2 separate regions of the Mus musculus genome follow, and region 2 is linked to region 1. Evidence: chromatin contacts called from public promoter capture Hi-C data. All regions are on one chromosome and are shown on one strand. Each heading gives the region's core, a stretch centred on a gene start, on an enhancer-like site or on the middle of the called end of the contact. The rest is flanking DNA. Distances are from core to core; before and after follow the strand shown. Region 1 holds the start of Vmn1r1 (vomeronasal 1 receptor 1). Region 2 holds the start of Capn2 (calpain 2).

The links. Promoter capture Hi-C pulls out the DNA fragments that hold promoters and counts their contacts.
Region 2: a promoter capture Hi-C map of embryonic stem cells shows a contact between it and region 1, with 12 times the contacts expected there. The contact joins the promoter of Capn2 here to the promoter of Vmn1r1 in region 1. A contact is called at or near these places in 20 of 39 promoter capture datasets (the 3T3-L1 cell line, 3T3-L1-derived adipocytes, the C10 cell line and 12 more), 1 of 15 datasets of contacts at CTCF or cohesin (large pre-B cells), 4 of 484 Hi-C or Micro-C datasets (the CH12 cell line and embryonic stem cells), 19 of 115 datasets of contacts at active chromatin or transcription factors (bone marrow-derived macrophages, cardiomyocytes, embryonic forebrain and 11 more) and 1 of 9 other capture datasets (liver).

The regions. Positions count from the first base shown.
Region 1 is chr1:182,155,997-182,160,000 of GRCm38.p6, reverse strand. Vmn1r1 (vomeronasal 1 receptor 1) reads left to right here and starts at 1,903. Exons shown (of 1, transcript NM_001166728.1): 1 at 1,903-2,823. The coding sequence starts at 1,903. The coding sequence ends at 2,823.
Region 2 is chr1:182,515,350-182,519,353 of GRCm38.p6, reverse strand. Capn2 (calpain 2) reads left to right here and starts at 1,744. Exons shown (of 21, transcript NM_009794.4): 1 at 1,744-2,236. The coding sequence starts at 2,000.

The DNA.
Region 1 (4,004 bases), core at 654-3,153:
GGATGGATGGGAAGGATGGCGAGAGAAATAACGAGTGAGCCAAGACGAAGTCCTCTGATCAAGGCTCAACTTTAATTCTAGGGTCTGAATGTCTAAAGAGGGGAGACCCATCCATCCCCAACTATGCCAGGATCTTGTCACCTTGTCAGGGTCCCCTCAGGAAGACAAGCTCAGCTGCTCAGCAGGTGGTGGCTTCTTGCAGGAAGCTGCAGATGGGGCACACAATAGACTTTACCTAGGTCGGAAGATTCCACCCTAGGTGGGCTAGCTGACTGTGGCAGACAAGGTCTGATCCAGCCCCCTCAAGGCTGGGGGAGGGGCACACCATTAGTGTCCTATTTTGCAAAATTTTGTGGTCTAAAGAGCCAAGAAATAATTTATTGTTACACCCTACTTTAATTCCAATTCTACCAACCATACCAACTCCACATACCTAAAGAGAAACATATTGATCAACCTGTGTTTCTACCAGTTAATAGCTGGATTGTATTCAAATGAACTAGTCACTCTGGCATGATGATTTAAAAACAAAACAATAGCAACAACACCACCCATGTGAAATCTCTGTCCCACCTTGGGAAGTTAAAGTGGAAAAATCTAAAATTCTACCAGATACTATATTCCATTCTAAGCTTTTGATAACTTTTGTATCTTTTAACAGAGACTGAATTGATCAACTATTAAAAGAACTGTACTAAATATCCCATTACATGTATGAGAAACTACACAATAATAAAAAGCAATCGCTGCTTTTTTATAGACATCATCACAGACTTGAAACACTCTCAAGCTTGGTATGTATAGCTCATCTTTTCTCATATAAACGATGACTGGACCTTGGAGTTATAGGCTACTTAAGATCATTCTCATAGTATAGCAGATCATGGATGTTCATTCAACCAGTGTGAATCAGTCCACAGGGACCAACATTCCTTCTGTTGATGTATCAAGATCTGTTCTAGTAATACATCAGCTAGAATAAAGTTAATACTGATACTAATAGCAATAATGTTAATACTGATAAGTAGTTATCTGATCCATTGACACTTGGAAGACCTCATTTCTGTTTCTATGCTACTTCCTCATTTAAGTCTACCAAAAAGATACAACTGTTACTTTGTACTGACATCAAGAGGGAGGAAGCAGATTGAGGAGTTAAGAGTGGAGCTCAGATGATAGAGTGCTCACCTCACAGGCACAATGCCCTGGGTTGGATTCCAGGCACCACACAAACCATAATGGTACATACCTGACAGGGAGGGGGGCGGGGAGGGGGGGCGTGCTGGAGGAGAGAACTAGAAATTCAAGATCACTCTTAGCTACATAGTGTCTTCGAGGCTAGCCAGTGCAACATGAAATCCTGTCTCAAAGAAAAGGAGGAGGAAGAGGAGGGCTAAAGCCAAGCAAGACATTGCTGTTGCCCAAAAAAAAAAAAAAAAAAAAAAAAAAAAAGATATATATATATATATTATTCAGGTAAGATCTGCTCTACTATATGGTAATTTTTGTAGTATAAGAAAGTACATGTACTGCAGGAACAAGTATTAGGATATAGAATTCAGCCATGACCAGAAAGTGATGGGAGGGGAGAAAGGAGAGGGGAGGAGAGGGGAGGAGAGGGGAGAGGGAAGGAGGGGGGAAAGGGGAGAGGGAAGGAGAGGGGAGAGGGGAGAGGGAAGGAGAGGGGAGAGGGAAGGAGAGGGGAGGAGAGGGGAGGAGAGGGGAGAAGGGAGAGGGGATGGTCCCTGGAGAACATGAGGATCAGATCAGGCTACACCATGATTTATCCATTCCGAGACAGCCATAGTGTGGGCTGAGATGGATAACGACAGCAGTGGGTAATAACTGGTTTTTCTTGCATTGCTTTCAGATGTGTCCTTGTGTGTTCCTTTCCCCCATAAGATGAACAGAAACGACCCAGTATACAATATCAATGGCATAAGAAATGCTTTTTTTTCTGAAATTGTCTTTGGGGTCTCAGCCAACACCATCCTCCTGCTCTCCCACGTGGTCACATTCTTTCAGGAACTCAGGCACAAGCCCATCAACATAACCATTGGTGTCCTGGCTCTAAGCCACATCGTGATGCTGCTGGCCATGGCTGCCATGGCTACAGACATTTTGGGGTCCCAGGGGTTTTGGGATGACTTCACATGTAAATCAGTGATCTCCTTGTACAGGCTGATGAGGGGTGTCTCCATTTGTGCCACATGTCACCTGAGCGTCCTCCAGGTCATCCTCCTCAGCCCCAGAAGTTCCTGTTTGGCAAAGGTCAAACCTAACTCCCTCTGGCACAACTTGTGCTGCTTTCTTTCCCTGTGGGCCTTCCACATGTCCATTAATGTTTTTTCAAACTCCATTGTGGCCGCCCACAATGTGACCTCACACATTCTCATACTGGTCACTAAATCCTGCTCTCTCTGGGTTGTTAGTGACACCATGAGACACTTACTTTCTATACTGGCTGCCTTCCGGGATGCCTCTCTAGTAGGGCTCATGGTACTTTCAAGTATATACATGGTGACTGTCTTGTGCAGACATAAAAGGCAGTGTCAGTACCTTCACAACACCAGCATTTCCCGCAAAGCATCCCCAGAGCAGAGGGCCGTCCGGAACATTCTGTTGCTAGTGAGCTTCTTTTTGGTCACGTACTGTCTGGATTCCATTGCCTCCTCCTGGAGAGTTATGTGGAATAATGACCCAACCCATCGCTGTGTCCAGATGTTTGTGTCCAGTGGTTATGCCACGTTCAGTCCTTTGGTGTTCATCAGTACTGAACAACGTATGATTAACTGTTTGAAAAACACACAGGGCCAACAGTAAATATTTGATTATTCTGTGATGAACAAGCTTCCTTCACAAGAACTAGCACATTGACTTCAGGGTAATCAATCAAGGCATACCATACATGATCTCTGGGCTAGATAAAAATAAAGACATTGAAATGCTTTCTCCGTTAAACCTACTTTTGGCATAAGCATCAAAAAATATATAGTTTACCATTGAAACATAAGCCATTCTGAAATAATAAAAGTTACTAATAATTCTAGTAGTCCGAAGGAAGACTGAATTATTACAGCATAGAGTAGCTCACATATTATATATGAGAATTTTCAACACTTTTAATATGTCAGTAGTCATGGTGGCCTTTAGTTCAATAACTAGGTATGTAAATTATTATCATGGATTATTATCATGATTGTGATCATGAATCAAAATTCTATATATTATGATCTATACACTATGAGGCTAAGAGGTAAGACCACTGACTGCTCTTCTGAAGGTCATGAGTTCACGCTCACAACCACCCATAACTAGATCTGATGCCCTCTTTTGGTGCATCTGAAGACAGTCACAGTGTACTTAAGTATAATAATAAATAAATCTTTGTGCCAGAGTAGGGCCGACAAGAGTGAGTGGGGTTGACTGGAGAGAGCAGAGGTCCTAAATTCAATTCTAAACAACCACATGAAGGCTCACAACCATCTGTACAGCTACAGTGTACTCATATACATAAAATAAATTTAAAAATCTTTTTTAAAAAGAAGAAAAGGGAGAAGGAGAGAGGGAAAGAGGAAGAGAGGGGGAGGAGGGGGAAAGGAAGAGGGGAAGGAGGAAGAGGGGAAGGAGGAAGAGGGGAAGCAGGAGAGAGATAAGGGGAGAGAGGAAAGGGGGAGGGGAAAGAAGGAGGAAGAGAAGTTATTCCCCAATGAGAGTTCTTCCTGTGTGAATCAGACTCAGATTTCACATATCAGAACGCTTGTCAGATGTCAGCCTTGGAAATCCTGCTATCTAAAAATAATGAGAAAATACATATCTATACTTTATGAACTATTCAGTCTGTGATCTTCATAGATAAGAGTCCAAATGAACTAAAATGGCCTTCAATGAGCAAAACAAAAGACATGAGACAGAACAAAGGCATGAGGATAAGTTTCCTGATTTCAAAATATATCATAAAGCTATAATAACTGGAGCATTGTGGTTCTTAAATAATAAGAAAC
Region 2 (4,004 bases), core at 495-2,994, 360 kb before region 1:
ATACAGAAACGAGGCTAAATAGGAATGAATCTTTCTTAAAGCTAAAATTATGGCTTCATATTGATACAAATGAACACATTTTAAAAGATTTTATTTGACAAATACAGATGGAGTAACCAGACACCTCATGTTTTGTTTGTTTGTACTTTTGTTTTTTTAGACAGGGTCTTGTTGTATAGCCCTAGCTAGCCTGGAACACTCCGTGCAGACCAGGCTGGCCTGGAATTCATGGAGATCTGCCCCCATCCCTGCCTCCCCTTAGCATGTATGTATCCAGCTTACTGCTGGGTAGAACCTTCTGGGCGCGGCCCGTCAGGCACTTCATGTTAAGTGTTGGGATTTAAAGACATGGGCTACCATGCTCGACAGCCAGCATTTGTTTGCAGCATGGTGGTTTCTAAGCTTCATGGCTCTTTTCCGGAAGCTGTTCATTTTTTCCCACCATCTGATTTCCTTTGGCCCCACCCTGATTTTTTCTGGGCTCAGGATTCAAAAGGGAAGTGGGGGAAGATCCCAGACACCTGCCATGCCCAGGAGAGAATAGTGAGGTAGCAGTATCAACAGACAAGCCCTGGCTTTGCCACAGGGAGACAGACACTTTGATTCTTCCAGGAACAGTCATTTGCATATCACTGATATTTCAAGTTGCTACAATTTCCTGCAACTGACAGAGTTACAAACTATCTCAGAAACCATCAATGCTGAACCAAGATGAGGTTCAAACCAGGGTTTCTCAGCCTGGCACAGAGATCTTTCAGACTGCACTTTTCTTCCTGTTCTCTCTGTAGAGGGATGCCCTCCGCCCGACCATCCTTTAGTAGCACCTGGCTTCCACCCAGTAGAGGCCAGGAGCCTCCTTTGTCCCAGTTGTGACAATATGAGGAAAGTCTGCAGTTAGGGTCAAAAACCTTTAGGGTCACATTGGTGCGTGCGGGTTGCTTCCAGTTGAGAACCCGTGCTTTAAACCATTCATAGCACAAGCCCGCCCAGTTCTGTGTGTGTGAGTGGCAGCGAAAACTTTCATTGGACAGAGCGGTGGTACAGGCCACCAACAGGGGCTCTGTTCTAAATGGTGTCCCAGCAGCAACTCAATAAATCATCCCAGGTAAATCTGAGTTTTAGATAAGCATCACATTATTATTCTAACACAGGTTTGCCTCGGGTGATATTTGAGGGCTACGTATGCTAAAACCACACAATCCCCCAGCCCCTTTTCTTGAAATTTAGATTTAACAAGCATGGATTGTTTTGTTTTGTTTTTTTGTTTTTTTGTTTTTTGTTTTTGTCAAATTGTACAGCCCTACTTATGCACAAATAAGTAACTGCAGAGGCCCTGGGACCCTAAAATTCCTGTCTTGCTTTAATTTGTAGGGGTTACATCTTTGAACTTCTTTGGAGCTCAGTTTCTCATCTGTAAGATGGACACACCAGTAGCCATTTCTCACAAATTTGGGGGTGGTAGGTAACATGTGTGCCCAGAGCCTGCAGAGCTCTCTTTCGATCCTGAGCCCAATGAGTGGCAACTGGCTTAGTCGCCGCGCTCCCTCCCTCATCCGCTCCTGACTCATCCGATGTTTTCTGGACAGTCATTGCTGAGTTTCGCCCAGCCTTACTCCCCAATGGCTGGGGTTTGACAACTTCGCTCCCCAACTTGCGATTGTCGTCCCCCCAACACCCCCCGCTCGCCCTCCCCACCGGGCCGCGCCATCCCGAGAGCCGTCCGAAGGTGGCAGCATCGGCCCCGTAGTCCTCACGGTCGGGCTGGCACTGTGCAGGTCGCCGGCGAGCCGCGTCCGGAGCCCGGCGCCGAGCAGGCCTGGGGAGGCGGAGGCCACACCCCGCGCACGGCCCAGGCGCTTCCCGCCGGTGAATCATCCCCGCAGCAGCGGCTCCCGCAGTCCGCTGCAGCGCCCCGGGCCCGGCCGCGCCCCAGCCGAGTGCCGTGCCCCGCCTCTCCGCGACCCCTTTCTCCGTGCAGTGCGCCAACCGGATCGCTACCATGGCGGGCATCGCGATAAAGCTGGCCAAGGACCGCGAAGCGGCCGAGGGGCTGGGGTCGCATGAGAGAGCCATCAAGTACCTCAACCAGGACTACGAGACGCTGCGGAACGAGTGCCTGGAGGCCGGGGCGCTCTTCCAGGATCCTTCCTTCCCCGCCCTGCCGTCATCCTTGGGCTATAAGGAGTTGGGGCCCTACTCCAGCAAAACTCGGGGCATCGAATGGAAGCGGCCCACGGTAGGAAGCGCGAGGGGAACAGGCAGGGCCGGCAGGGCCTGGAAGGGCACTCGGGGTTCCGGGAGGCTGCAAGTCCCTGGCTCCCCGGCTCGGTAGTCCCTGCTTAGTAGTGCTCCGCGATTGCTGCTAAGGGGACTCCCTATGCAGACTGAGGCCCAGCCAGTGGACCTGCCCCAAGCTGCGCGCAGAGCGCTTCGCAGGACAGGACCCCAAATCCCATTAGTGGACACGCCCTGGAGGCTGCCTTCGGCTTCACAAAGCCGCAGGGACACAGGGCCGCTGGGGTGAAACTTTTACTGGACTCTAGTGGTGATCTGAGTGAGGGTGGAGACACTGCTCGGCAGTAGGGGTGGGGGTGGGGATATCAGAGTAGGATAGAAGACTCGGGACTGCTGGGTGGGTGGGGGCAAGGGGTGGGCACAGCCTGGCTCTGGCTGACAAAGGTGGTCACAAGTACATGTGGCACTTGTAAATGCAAGTACATGTATTTATCCAGCGTGGGTTTTGTCTGGCTCTCAAAGTGCAGTTAGAGGACTCTTTAACTTAAAGAACTGAAGGGTAGCTTAAAGAATCGATGGGCTCCAATGATTCTGTTACTCATTATTTTGCTGACCTAGAGTCCTCACCCGGAAACCTCTGCTCAACTCCTAGATACTCCTGTCCTAACCCTCAGAGTCTCTGCCCTTAAGCCCTTCCCGTTCCCTTGTGGTTTCAATCGCCAGTGGATGCCCATGGGACCCTCACTTGACTTTTCCCAGGAACTGAGAGGAAGTCTAAACTTCTAGATTCCTGTTAGGACAATGGACATTCATACCCTGCTTCTATCCTCTTGGTTCCCCCAGGCTGCTTTTGTTACTGAGTCTAGTCTGAAAGTACCAGAGACTAGCGGGGGTATAGCTCAGTTGGTAGTCTTTACTTAGCATGCATGAAGCCCTGGGTTCTATCCCAAGCACCATATAAAATCAGGTGCATGCTAATATATGCCTGCCATTCCAGGACTCAGGAGGTGGAGATGGGAGGATGAGAGATTCAAAGCCTGGGGCCACAAAGATGGCTCATTGAGTAAGGGCTTTGGTGGTCATTTCTAATGACCTTAGTTCTGTTGCAGAACCCACCTGGAAAAAGAGAACCAACTCCCCCAAAATTTTTCTCTGACCTTCATATGCACACTGTGGCGCACACGTGCAGAATCTCACAGGCACGAATGTGCACACACACAAAATAAATACTAATAACAACAGAAGAAGATGGAGGCTGGCCTTGGCTATACAGTGAGTTCATTTGAGGCCAGCTTGGACCACATGAGAACTTGACTCAAATTTGAAGATAAGTGGCAAGGAAGACTAGAGAAGTCTCTGTGGAACAGGATTCAGAGCACCTGGGTACCCAGGGTGAATCACTGGCTCTCCCTTCCTCACCTCAGCCGGGCATGGTGGTACACACCCTTGATTGAAGCCCTCAAGACACTTTGTAGCTTTGGCTGTTTAGTAAGTTCTAGGCTAGCCTGAGCTACACAGTAAGACTGTGTCTCAACATTAAATGAAGATAAAAATAAGACCAATGAGGCCACTCTGTTTTCTCTCTTGTCTACCACACTTGGTGCAGCTGCTGCGGCTGCTTCGGTTTCCTGGAGACACCCCGCTCTTCTCTCTTACCCTCCTCATCTCCCAGGCATGCTCTTGCCCCAAGTCTGGCTCATTTACATTCTTTCAAAGTCTCCTCCTTCGAGAGTTGTTCCTCACCCTGCTGCTCTCTGCCCTGTGCACAT